2 separate regions of the Sus scrofa genome follow, and region 2 is linked to region 1. Evidence: chromatin contacts called from public Hi-C data. All regions are on one chromosome and are shown on one strand. Each heading gives the region's core, a stretch centred on a gene start, on an enhancer-like site or on the middle of the called end of the contact. The rest is flanking DNA. Distances are from core to core; before and after follow the strand shown. Region 1 overlaps LOC106507813 (a long non-coding RNA gene). Region 2 holds the start of ABRAXAS1 (BRCA1-A complex subunit Abraxas).

The links. Hi-C and Micro-C count contacts between places; a contact is called where the count stands out from the background.
Region 2: a Hi-C map of liver shows a contact between it and region 1, with 5 times the contacts expected there. The contact joins the promoter of ABRAXAS1 here to the enhancer-like site in region 1. A contact is called at or near these places in 1 of 5 promoter capture datasets (liver), 32 of 47 Hi-C or Micro-C datasets (adipocytes, adipose tissue, alveolar macrophages and 17 more) and 2 of 2 datasets of contacts at active chromatin or transcription factors (alveolar macrophages and skeletal muscle).

What each region holds. Positions count from the first base shown.
Region 1 is chr8:134,885,254-134,891,889 of Sscrofa11.1, reverse strand. All of the region lies in intron 1 of LOC106507813 (a long non-coding RNA gene), which reads left to right. Among named protein-coding and RNA genes, the nearest start is that of GPAT3, 110 kb to the left of the region's middle. Within about 2 kb of position 2,884, at least 5 of the 83 cell types and tissues checked have an H3K27ac peak or open chromatin away from gene starts, as enhancers often do. A contact at or near this core is called in adipose tissue, fetal skeletal muscle and liver, where this site is marked.
Region 2 is chr8:134,998,282-135,004,917 of Sscrofa11.1, reverse strand. It overlaps ABRAXAS1 (BRCA1-A complex subunit Abraxas), which reads right to left and starts at 2,621. Exons shown (of 8, transcript XM_005656571.3): 1 at 2,497-2,621. The coding sequence starts at 2,583. GPAT3 (glycerol-3-phosphate acyltransferase 3) reads left to right here and starts at 2,778. Exons shown (of 13, transcript XM_003129347.5): 1 at 2,778-3,077.

The sequences.
Region 1 (6,636 bases), core at 1,635-4,134:
CCTTGGACGTGGGCGGAGGGCCTAGATGACGTGTGTGGCGTGGTGACCACGGAAGGTGGGGAGGGACTGGACATTTGCACTGGCAGTGGGGACTGTGAAGCAAAGACAGAGGATGAACTGTACGCGGCAGAACCAGCCTGAGAGCGGAGAGAGCAAGAAGGGCTGGCAGACCGCATTCCTGGGGACACCAGGACCACAGACACTATGGCTTAGTCTGGAGACAGACCAAGTGCTAGGAATGGCCTGTGTTACATGCTGTACGTGTTGAGACCCAGTGGGACACTTTGGGGTCTTGGGGAGGGGGGAGCAGGGACACATACCATCCCCCCTCTTCCTCATGTCCTCTGCCATTTATTTATTTGTTTATTTATAGATTTATTTATTTATTTATTTGTGTCTTTTTAGGGCCGTACCTGTGGCACATAGAGGTTCCCAGGCTAGGGGTCGAATGGGAGCTGTAGCTGCCGGCTGGCCTGCAGCATGGCCACAGCAATGCCAGATCTGAACCTCATCTGTGATCTATGCAGTTGTAGCTCTGATTGGACCCCTAGCCTGGGAACCTCCATATGCCACCGGTGTGGCTCTAAAAAGACAAAAAAAAAACCAAAAACAAACCCAAAACAACCCCCCCCACCCCCGCACCTCCCAAAGTCCCTTTAGTTGTCAGGCTGCTGGACTTGGAGCGAGGGGAGAAAAAAAAAACATGAACTATTAGGAAATGATTCCGAAATAATACTTTATTAGCAATAAAAACACTGTCTTTTTCTATGCGTGTAGGCACCTTTGCCTTATGCTCCCTTAGTTGACTCAGGCGAATCAGGCTTCTTACAGACGCAGAAGAAAAGACTCAGATTTCTAAACTGAAGCTCTTTCTAACACTATTTTGAGCAGGAAAGATAGTGCCTAGAGGTCGGTTTGTGTGAACCCAGGGTGAGGAAACGGGGAGGAGGTAGGTCCTTCTAGACGGAATGTCAATTAAAACCGCACAGTCAGTCGAATGAAGGAAAGCAGTGATGGCTTCAACATGTCACTTGGGTCTGGCTTTACAAGCTTGGGTGACGGCCACGTGGAGTCCCACTTTCCTTCCAATATCGTCACTATTGTTGGTCAAAAGTTCTGGGAGGAAAACTCCGGAGCTCAGACCCATCACTCAGATCCTTTGAGAGTATCAGGCTTCATTTTGCTACTGTACACGGCACACTTTAGGACCCGACGGAATCTACACTAGGTTTACAAGTGCGAAGGGACCTCTCCTTTTCTTTGGGTAGCAGACGCATCCCCCTGGAATGGATCCTGGGTGGGCCTGTCAATTAACGTGCCCCTCCTCCAAGAAAAGGTTGATCACATGACCCACTCTAGGCCAATCAGATTCCCTCTCTGAAGTTGGAATCGGGACTGGTGTGTTTGCACAGACTGAATTGGGTCCTTTTTTTTTTTTTTTTGGTCTCCTTGCCATTTCTTGGGCCGCTCCCTGCGGCATATGGAGGCTCCCAGGCTAGGGGTCCAATCGGAGCTGTAGCCACCGGCCTACGCCAGAGCCACAGCAACGCGGGATCCGATCCGCACCTACACCGCAGCTCACGGCAACGCCGGATCGCCAACCCACTGAGCAAGCGCAGGGACCGAACCCGCAACCTCATGGTTCTTAGGTTCTTAGTCGGATTCGTCAACCACTGCGCCACGACGGGAACTCCCTGAATTGGTTCCTTTGAGGGCGGCATCTTGAGCGGAATCTGTTCATTATTTCCTGCTACCAAGATGCTCACAGCGCCCTGTTTCCTCCTCAAGGCCTGATCCTTCTTTGGAATCCTGTCTTTGCATTCTACCACATGTCCTTCTAAAACATTGCTTTTGGTTTAAGTCACCCAGAGGTAATTTTTGTTCCTTTAGTCTAAATAGCTCTACCAGGTACAGCAGTAGTACCATGCTGCTTGGTATTTTCTTTCTTTTGGGCAGTCTTCATATCCTATGTAAATACTAAAGTACATTTGCTTGTTTGTAGAGAAAAAGCCCTTTTTCGACTGAACGCAAACTGGAGTCAGATTCAACAGGTAATAAAAAGTGTGGAAAATCTGGAGTTCCCTTGGTAGCTCAGAGGTTAACAAACCCCACTAGAATCCTCAAGGATGCAGGTTCAATCTCTGGCTTTGCTCAGTGGGTTAAGGATCTGGCATTGCTGTGAGCTCTGGTGTAGGTTGCAGATGCAGCTCGGATCCTGCGTTGCTGTGGCTGTGGTGTTTGCTGGCAGCTGTAGCCTGAGAACCTCCATGTGCTGCAGGTGTGGCCCTAAAAAGCGGAAAAAAAAAAAAAAAATGTGAAGGAGTTCTTGTGGCTCAGTGGTTAATGAATCTGACTAGCATCTGTGTGGACGCGTGTTTGACCCCTGGCCTTGCTCAGTGGGTTAAGGATCTGGTGTTGCCGTGAGCTGTGATGTATGTCCCAGACTCAGCTCGGATACCGAGTTGCTGTGGCTGGGATGTAGGCTGGCAGCTGTAGTTCTGACTGGACCCCTAGCCTAGGAACCTCCATATGCCCAGGGTGCGGCCCTAAAAAGAAAAAAAGTAAAAGTGTAGGAAATCTGACCGAGATCACCAGGAGACAATAGATAGGTAGGAGAGAAAACGCAGGTGGGTTAAAAAGCTTAATTGACCAAAAGCACTTTGGAGGGTGGAGATCAGGTTAAGTTTGATCCATCTGTGGCCAGGAGAGTTTAGGGAGAACTCTAGTTGGGACAGGAATAGATGCAGAACTTCTTAGCCTCTTCCTGGGGCAGAGGAGTGTGTGTGCTGGAAATGGGTTAAAGGTACTGGTACAGATCCTAGGCTCCCTGTGTAAGGCTTTTCTCCCAACCTGGATTGACTGGACTCTGGAATTGTTCTGTGTACTTGCCCTGTTTATCAGGGTACAGATTGTGTCCTGATAAATAATTGCACCTGTTTAATGGTAACTCTCTGTATTCAGGAAAGTGACTTCAATTTGTGACACTCATTTGTTTATTCATTCAATAAGTATTTATTGAGTGCTGAGTACCTAGTGGTACAGAATAGTTTCAGTTCCTGCCCTGGAGATAGTAACTGTAGAGAGGGAGAACAGTATCAAGAAAATAATTAAACAGAAACCTGTCATCACAAATTGTGCCAAGTCCTAAAATTACAGGCTGCAATCAGGATATAACTGGCGATGCTGTTTTACTATCCAAGGAGGGGCAATGGAGCAAGATTTTGTTCCCATAAAGAGGGTTCACAAACTCTTATGCTGGTGGTAGGACCTTTGCATTTTATCCAAGAGGCTTTGTCTTTCATTTTTGTGAACTCACATTAAAATATAATACAGACTCTGTAAGATGGAGTATATTTTTGTGTTGACTTGTGTGTAATAGGTTGTAACTGAAAACTGAAGGCAAGCTTTCTTGGGCCAATTGGTGAACACTAAATCTAGTTTAGAGACAGGGATATAAATTAATTTTTAAGAGAAAATGATTTAAGTATAATATTATGTTGTGTCTGACGGTGCAGAAAGAACGGATAACCAGGCTAATTCATGAGCACCTAATAGGGCTTTGGCGATCTAAACTGTCATACCACGTGTTGATGTAGCTGAATTCCCTAAACATATCTGTTATCCTGAAAGAAAAGACGAAATCTCCCCTTTTTAACATTTGTTCAATATTTTGGTCCTTTGACCATTTGCTGAAGACCATTAAGTGCAAGATACTCTGTGAGGTATACTGTAACTACCAGAATGCACATGGAACCATCTAGAATGGCACAATTTTGCAACATAGTGGAATCGACAGGGGGCATAAATAAGACGTTAGACTGGCAATCATCCTGCGTGGCTAGTTGAGAAGCAGCCTTTGAAAGAATGCTTTAGGCGCCATCTGGTGGTCAGCATTAGGAATGCATTGACTTCAACTCACCTTCCACTTGCCAGATTGTTTAAAAAGTTTATCAGAAAAAAAACCCCCAAAACCTCGTAAAAGGTATTCCTGCTGTGGTGCGGTGGGTTAAGGATCCAGCGTTGCCATAGCTGTGGCATAGATTGCAGCTGCATCTGGGATTCCATCCCTGGCCTGGGAACTTCCATATGCTGTGGGTGTGGCCAAAAAAAAAAAAAGTTTATGAGAAAGATTTGTGGAATATTTGGACTTGAAAACTCTCCCCATAGAAATAATATCATAAAGGGAGGTCACATTATCTGGCTAGGGCAAAACCCTGGTATATTCACCAGGTCTCCTTTCTGTCACACAGGCGACTGAAACCCATTTCAAATAAGCTTAAGCAAGAAAAGGTGTGTCCCTCAGACTGAGAAGGTTGCTGAAGGAGCACAGCCTTGGAGGCTCCATCCAGGACCCCATGTCACCAGGCCCAGGCCCTCTGTATCCATTTCTGTTTGGTTTTATCCTCTCTTGCCTCAGGGGATGAGCAGAGATCCAGCTTTCAAATCATTTCTGCATTGTGACTCAGGGGCAAATAGAAGAGGCTCAAAGGAAGGACTCTGGCCTGATCTGGCTCCTGTACCACATCTTGCACCAATCGTTTGGTAACGGAGAACGGCTGGCTGGAGTCTGAGAGCACACCCTGTGGGTGGGGTGGAGGAGAAGGGACCGTCCTTCGGGTGTGTTACCATAGTGACAGGCCTGTGGGCATGCTGGCTGGGCCAACACACGAAGTAAAGGAGCAACTCGACCTGCTGCACCGCACTGCTGGGACGCCAGTACACATCCATCCCCGTTCCCTGTGCCTGCAATTCTGAAACGCCCCAAATGCTTTAACTTTCCTGAGTGCAACACAGCAGCACAAACTTACCCCCTCTTCAAAAGGAGGCAGCTCCCAGATGCACTTAATGAATGAATTTAACACCAAGCTTAGGATTTCTGGACAGTGTGCATTCTTCATAGTTCTAGAGAGAACGGCTACTCTTGGTTCAACAATCTATTCCATTAAGAAAAAAATCTTTCTTTTCTTTTTTTCTTTTTTTAGGTCTGCATCCACGGCATATGGAGGTTCCTAGGCTAGGGGTCCAATTGGAGCTGCAGCTGCCAGCCTACACTGCAGCCACAGCCACACCAGATCCGAGCCGAGTCTGTGACCTACACCAGATCCTTAACCCACTGAGCGAGGCCAGGGATCACAGCAACACTAGATTCTTAACCCACTGAGCGAGGCCAGGGATCAAACCACAACCTCATGGTTCCTAGTTGGATTCATTTCCTCTGAGCCATGGCAGGAATGCCAAAAAGGGGAGGGGGAAAATAATTAAAAAAAACAAAAAACAAAAAACATGACTACAAAGTCAGTTCACTGGAATTGATCTATTTTGGGCTCACTTAACATATCTTTGAAAACCCACCCCACCAAAAAAAAAAAAAAATCATATGAGAAACTAAGGTAGACATTTTAGAGACATCCATCCATTTATTCAAATAAACAGTTATTTGAACCCCTAATATTGGTCAAGTATCATTTTTAGGTCCTAGGAATATGTCCCTGAATTCTCTGAATGTAAAGACATGAAAAATAATTACAGCACTAAGGGGTTGCAATTGCATGATGACTTGTAGCATTTTTCAGAATTGTAGATATTTTACAAGTGGTGCTCATGGAAAATAAAAACCACTGGAATTAAGAGAATCTCTTTGGTACAGAGAATGGGGGGTAGTGGAACCTCAAACAGCGGTATTACTGGGGTTAATTTCAGAGTTATAGATACTTGCCAATGGTTTGTCTAAAAAGATGAAAGCAGGAGTTCCTGTAGTGGCATAGCGGAAACGGATCCGACTAGGAACCATGAGGTTGCGGGTTCAATCCCTGGCCTCGATCAGTGGGTTAAGGATCTGGCGTTGCCATGAGCTGTGGTGTAGGTCACAGATGCAGCTTGGATCCCAACTTGCTGTGGCTGTGGTGTAGGCTGGCAGCTGTAGCTCTGATTAGACCCCTAGCCTGGGAACTTCCATACGCTGTGGGTGTGGCCCTAAAAAGGAGAGAAAAAAAAAAAAACTGTGAAGTCTTTCTCATTGGTTCTGTTTATGAAGTTACTTGTCAAAGTTTCCCAAACGAAGAGTTTTTCCAGGGCTGAGAATGTGGGGGTGTAATATGACCATGCTGCCAGTAGGTGGTACTGTTTCACGAAGCAGTCGGGGAAGCTTGGGTTTGGACTGTATTTGAGTTCACAATATTAATCTCAAAATGAATTAGATTAGTTTCTGAACGATTGATGGGATTTTAGTATCAGACAAGCAATAAGGGGAGAAAAGCCAGCCACCCGTCTCCATCAGCAAAAAATTCAGAGGAAAATACACTCTGCAATTCATTCAATTATAGCCAACAGCGTGGGGGAAGAAGAAATGGACAAAAACTAGTCTTTGGACCTTGGAACAAGATGGTTGCTTCCAAGTCCATTATATGCTCTTGTGTGACCTGGACAATTCCAGTTCTGAAAGACTGTTCTGGACAGGCACGTGTGCCAGGAAAAATTCAGATTTAATGGATAGTTTTTGCCTGTAGGGTCAAGAGTTGCTTAAATATACAGCTTTGAGATGAACTGGGATGTGATGGACTTAGCTTTGTGAATTACAGCACATGGAATACACTTATGCTGGCAAATTATGACATTTAAAAACAACTCGTACAGTAA
Region 2 (6,636 bases), core at 1,372-3,871, 110 kb before region 1:
TGGTAGCTGTGAGCTCTGATTCTTGTTACAATATAGACATTTTGCCACAACGTCAGTGATTTCTTTGAGTTTTAGAGAATTCAGTTATTTCTCTCAGCATTTAGAGACCCAGTGTGGTTGACAGTAAATTTTTAATCTTTTTTTTTTTTTTTTTGTCTTTTTTCTAGGGCCAATCCTGAGGCATATGGAGGTTCCCAGGCTAGAGGTCTAATCGGAGCTGTAGCCACTGGCCGACGCCAGAGCCACAGCAACGCAGGATCCCAGCCGCATCTGCGACCTACACCACAGCTCACGGCAACGCCGGATCCTTAACCCACTGAGCGAGGGCAGGGATGGAACCCGCAACCTCATGGTTCCTAGTCGGATTCGTTAACCACTGAGCCACGACGGGAACTCCAACTTTTAATCTTTATAATTACTTTAGAATGCTTTAAAAAAAAAGTTTCATTCGCAGAAGAGCACAAAAGGAATGTTTCCACAACATCAGTCTTTACTAGGATCGAAGGGGGACAATCCAGACCTCTACACTCTAACAGTGTTTTAAACAAATCCCTGGACAGGAGACAATGTTTTAAGAACAACCATCTAGAAAACCACCTTTCAAAGATTTCAGGAAAAAGATCTAAGAAACAAAGCCTTCTCTAACATTTAGTACTAAGCATTTTGGGATTGCTAATCCTTTAAACTACAGACTAAGAGACCCATTCTCTTTATAGTTACACTAAGCCACTCCAAAATAACTTCCACAACCACATACTTTTTTTTTTTTTAAATGGGCCGCACCTGCAGTGTATGTAGGTTCCCAGGGTAGGGGTCGAATTGGAGCTGCAGCCCCTGGCCTACACCACAGCTCACGGCACTGCCAGATCCTTAACCCACTGAGTGAGGCTAGGGGTCAAACCTGTGTCCTTATGGATACTGGTCAGATTCGGTTCCACTGAGTTATGGTGGGAACTCCCACATACATTTTAAATTATCCTGTGTTTGCTCTTTGCTAGGTGTTAATGTACAAGATTATTTAAAATTACATACATGGAAATGATCAATTCCAACCCATTTTGGGTAAGACAGCCCTTTATTATAAAAACGAAGGGCACAAAGAAATGACCAGCTTTGTTCAGTATGAGACTCTCTAAACTGTATCAGCCAATTACTAAGCACTCACTCTAAGACACTACTCAGGCTCAAAGTTTCAGTCTAAAATTTCATAAAAGGAGCTCCTATCCTGGCTCAGTGGAAACAAATCTGACTAGTACCCATGAGTGCGAAGGTTCCATCCCTCGCCTCACTTAGTGGTTAAGGATCCAGCATCACCATGAGCTGTGGTGCAGGTCGCAGACCAGCGAGGATCCCGTGTTGTTGTGACTGTGGCGTAGGCCAGGAGCTACAGATCCGTTTTGACCCTAGCGTGGGAGCCTCCAAACGTCAAGGGTGCAGCCCTAAAAAAAAAAAGAAAAAAAAAAAGATAGAAAAATGTAAAAACAAAAGCTTTAAAAAATAAGCACTGTGGTTTTTTTGTTTTGTTTTGTTTTTGTCTTTTTGATATTTCTTGGGCCGCTCCCGCGGCATATGGAGGTTCCCAGGCTAGGGGTCTAATCGGAGCCGTAGCCACCGGCCTACGCCAGAGCCACAGCAATGCGGGGTCCCAGCCGCGTCTGCAACCTACACCACAGCTCATGGCAACGCCGCATCCTTAACCCACTGAGCAAGGGCAGAGATCAAACCCGCAACCTCATGGTTCCTAGTCGGATTCGTTAACCACCGCGCCACGACGGGAACTCCCAGCACTGTGTTTTTAAAAAGTCCTTCACTACTTCATCCAGAGGTTTTGAACGGGCAAAAGGAATAAGCATTTAAATACCTAATATGTGAAGACAAACTTAAATACTTAAATTTTAACGGAAAGCATCTCACAAGGAACTAGCTGAGGCCTCACAATATAACACATTTGCTATCAATGCCAACAAAAGTCAAAGATACCCTCTAAGCACGTTAATCTTTTTCATCTAAGACTTCTCCCCAAATAGCCACTGGATGCACCGCTTCTCATTCCCTTACCCGCCGACCCTTTCAACAAACGTGCACAGTAGCTGTTCTGCAGGAAAAAAACAAGAGTGGTGGGAAAACCCCTGGGGGTCTTAGGAGAGCGTTAACCCGCACCCTTCCCGGCGGGGCACAGGACCCCCGCGACCTCTCTCTTCCTCCTCCACCGAGTGAGTCCCGACAAGGCGAGCTGCGGCAGGAGAGCAAGGGGGCGTGCGGGACGCTGCGGTCGGGCGCGGAAATGAACGCCGGCGACCAGAGGAAGGGTCAGAGGGCGGGCGGCAGCTCCGGGGCCGCCCAGGGGCTGAGAGGGCGGCTCGGGGGGCAGAGGGCCGGCCCGTCGCCGTCGTCGGGGAGCCCGCGGGCGGGACCCGGGCCAAGGCGGCCACGAGGGGCCCGCGCGCAGGGCCTCTTCCGAGGCGACTGCAGCTCCCGCCCCGCCGCTCGGCTCACCGTGTCCGAGTCGGTGTTGAGGTGCTGGAAGGCGAGAGCGCCGAGCACAAAACCAGAGAGCACCGCCGACGTGCTCTCCCCCTCCATGTTGCCGCCGCCGCCGCCGCGCTGCTCAAGGGGGCGGGGCGGAGGCGGGGCCTGAAGAGCGGGGGCCGCGGCCGCGCGACAATGGGGCGGGGCCAGCCGAGGGGGCGGGGCCTGCGCCCGCGCACTGGCGAGGGCGCGGGCGAGGCGGCGCGGGCGCCCTCTGGTGGGTGAGGCGCTGCGCAGCGCTGCGACGAGCCTTCAGGCGTCGGGGCGTCTCCGCCCAGGGCGACGGCCAGCGCTTCGGCGGTTCGCTGCCCCCTGAGGGAGCCTGTCATATATACAAAACGGAAAAAGGGAACAGTGCTGGCAGCATAGAAGCGTTGTTTAGTGACATAATATCACGGTGGAAATGCCACTTTGTGGTTTTCCAAGTGCCAGATGCTCCCCTTCACCCGTAGAAACTTCTGGAATACTAACGACGGCCTCGGAGGACGGCGCTTCCGGAGCCTCCCGTGATGTCCACCCCGCCGAGCGCAGGCGGGGAGCGCGTTTCTGTGAGTGTTTTCCTGCTTTTAGAGAATTGACTCACGGACTTGTTGACGGAAGAACACGCAGATGGTTAACCTCGTTCTGACGGTTTAATGTTGGGTGTAAAGACTGTTCCCGCTCCCAGGGTGAAAGCGTGGAGGGAGTGGGGGACCGAGGCTTGGCCATTTCCCACACACGATTCTAAAGTACGGATGTTATTTTGTTTTTATTTGCTTTTTAGGGCCTCGCGCACGCGTACGGAAGTCCCCAGGCTCCGGGTTGAATCCGAGCTGCAGCTGCCGGCCGACGCCACAGCCACAGCGGTGAGGGTCCTTAACCCACCGGGCAGGGCCGCTCGGCTGCTAGGCAGGTTCGTCGCTGCTGAGCCATAGCAGGAGCTCCCAAACCTGTGGTTTGCTTTTTTTTTTTTTTTGTCTTTTTGCCTTTTCTAGGGCCGCTCCTGCGGCATATGGAGGTTCCCAGGCTAGGGGTCAGATAGGAGCTGTAGCCGCCGGCCTACACCACGGCCACAGCAACTCGGGATGGAGCTGCATCTGCGACCTACCCCACAGCTCACCGCAACGCTGGATCCTTAACCCACTGAGCAAGGCCAGGGGTTGAACCTGCAACCTCATGTTCCTAGTCGGATTCGTTAACCGCTGCACCAGGATGGGAACTCCCCAAACCTGTGGTTTTTAAACGAAAGTCAGCAAACTATCAGACTAACCCGAACTGCTGCTGAATTGGATTAATATCAGACCACTAAAGTGAATTAATAGTGCATACTTCTGAGTTTTGTTGTGCAGCAGCCATATTTGACTAACACGTTGAAGACATACGTATAGTGTTAAAAATTATGTATTTATTCCCAAAAAGTGTTTCTTGCTGTCATTTCTGCAAAAATTCTATTAATATGAAAAGATTGTCATGTAATTTGTATTTTGCAGATAGTAATGATCTAGAGTTCCCTGACGGCTCAGTGAGTTAAGGATCTGGGATTGTCACTGCTGGGGCTTGGGTCACTGCTGTTATGGGGCTTCATCCCTATCCCAGGAATCTTCTGAGTGCTGTGGGTGTGACAAAAAAAAGAAAGAAAGAAAAACTATACTAATGATCTAAAGGATTAAAAAATAAAATGTAATGTATTCCAGGCCACCAGAAGTAAATTCTCACATAAAAGGGCAAATGATTTTTAACGTGGTTGCCAAGGCCATTCACTAGGGAAAGGACAGGCTTTTCAACAAATGTAAAAGAATGAAGTTGGACCCTTACCTTACAAAATCAATCAGCTCAAAATAGATGAAAGACCTAAATGTAAGATCTAAAGCTGTGAAACTCCTGGAAGGTAGCATGAAGAAAAGCTTCATGACATTGAATTTGGCAGTGATTTCTTCCATGTGACACCAATGACATAGACAGAAAAAAAAATAGATAAATTTTACTTCATTAAATTTAAAACTTTTGGGAGTTCCCGTTATGGCGCAGTGGCTAACAAATCCGACTGGGAACCATGAGGTTGCAGATTCGATCCCTGCCCTTGCTCAGTGGGTTAAGGATCCGGCGTTGCCATGAGCTGTGGTGTAGGTCTCAGACGCGACTCGGGTCCCGCGTCACTGTGGCTGTGGCGTAGGCCAGCGGCTACAGCTCCGATTCGACCCCTAGCCTGGGAACCTCCATATGTTGCAGGAGCGGCCCCAGAAAAGGCAAAAAGACCAAAAAAAAAAGTAAAACTTTTGTCCATTAAAGGACACTAGCAAGAGAGTGAAAAGGCAGAGTTCTTGTCATGGCGCAGCAGAAACAAATCTAACTAGCATCCATGAGGATGCAGGTTTGATCTCTGGCGTCACTCGGTGGGTTAAGGATCTGGTGTTGCTGTGAACTGTAGGTCGAAGATGTGGCCTGGATCTGACGTTGCTGTGGCACTACAGCTCCGAAGCAACCCCTAGCTTGGGAACTTCCATATGCCAAGCGTGTGGCCCAAAAAAGATGGGGGGGGGGGAAGAGAGTGAAAAGACAACCCACAAAATGCACAAAAAGGGAGAAATATTTGCAAACCATGTATCTGATAAGGGATTAATATCCAGAATATATATAAATAATTCAGTGACAACAGAAAAACAACTCATGAGCAAAGAACATTCAAAGATATTTCTCTAAAGAAGACATACAAAAGATCTGTAAGAACATGAAAAGATATTTAACATCATTAAGTGATGAAAACATGAAAAGATACTTAATCATTAAGGTAATGCAAATCAAAACCATAGTGACATACCACTTCACACCCTTTAGGATAGCAGTGGTATGATAAAAGCTATATTTGGTCTTTGTTCCTGCATTCAGGAACAGAGTTCCTAAAACCCTTAGAGTCTGCAGTGTGATAAAAGTTTCTTCCATATGTATTGCAACTACTGGGGAGTGGGGATGGTGGGTTAGGTAGCTTAAGGATGGGAGCTAGTTTCCAGAAAGACCAAGTCTTGATTAGAATTTTTAGCCCCACTCCTGACATCTTAGGTGAGAGGGGCTGGAGACTGAGTTTAAATCACTAATGACCAATCATTTAATCAGTTATGCCTAAGTAATGAAACCTCCATTAAAACCTTTAAAGAACAGAGTTCTAGGAGTTCCCTGGTGGCACAGTGGGTTAAGGATCTGGCATTGTCACTACTGTGGCTCTGGTTACTACTATGGTGTTGGTTGGATCCATGGCCCATGACTTGAGTGTGGCCAAAAAAATCGGGTTCCAGATTAAAGACTTGAATATTAGACCTGAAACCATTGAACTCCTAGAAGAAAACATAAAGCAGTACACACTTCGACATTGGTCTTAGCAATGTCTTTCTAGATATGTCTCCTCAGGCAAGGGAAACGAAAGCAAAAATAAACAAATAGGACTATGTCAAGCTAAAATCTTCTACACAGCAAAGGAAACCATCAGCACAATGAAAGGACAGCCTACCAAATGGGAAAAGATATTTGCAAATAAGGTATCTAGTAAGGGGTTGATATCTAAAATATATAAAGTACTAATGCAACTCAACAACAAAAAACCCCAAACAACCCAGTTAAAAAGTGGGCAGAGGAACTAAATAGACGTTTCCAAGCAAGACATAGGGATGGTTAACAGGCACATGAAAAGATGTTCATCACTAATTACTAGCGAAATGCAAATCAAAATCGTAATATGATATCACCTCATACCTGTTAGAATGGCTATTATCAAAAAGGCAAGAAGGAGTTCTCATAATGGCTTAGCAGTAACAAACCCAACTAGGATCCATGAGGACTCGGGTTCTATCCCTGGCCTCACTCAGTGGGTTAAGGATCTGGAGTTGCTGTAGCTGTAGCTGTGGCTGGCAGCTGGAGCTCCGATTTGACCCCTGACCTGGGAACTTCCACATGCCAAGGGTGCACCCCCCCCCCCAAAAAAGACAAAGTCCCTGTTGTGGCTCAGTGGTTAACGAATCCGACTAGGAACCATGAGGTTGCAGGTTCAATCCCTCGCTCGGTGGGTTAAGGATCCGGCATTGCTGTGAGCTGTGGTGTAGGTCGCATACTCGGCTCGGATCCCCCGTCACTGTAGCT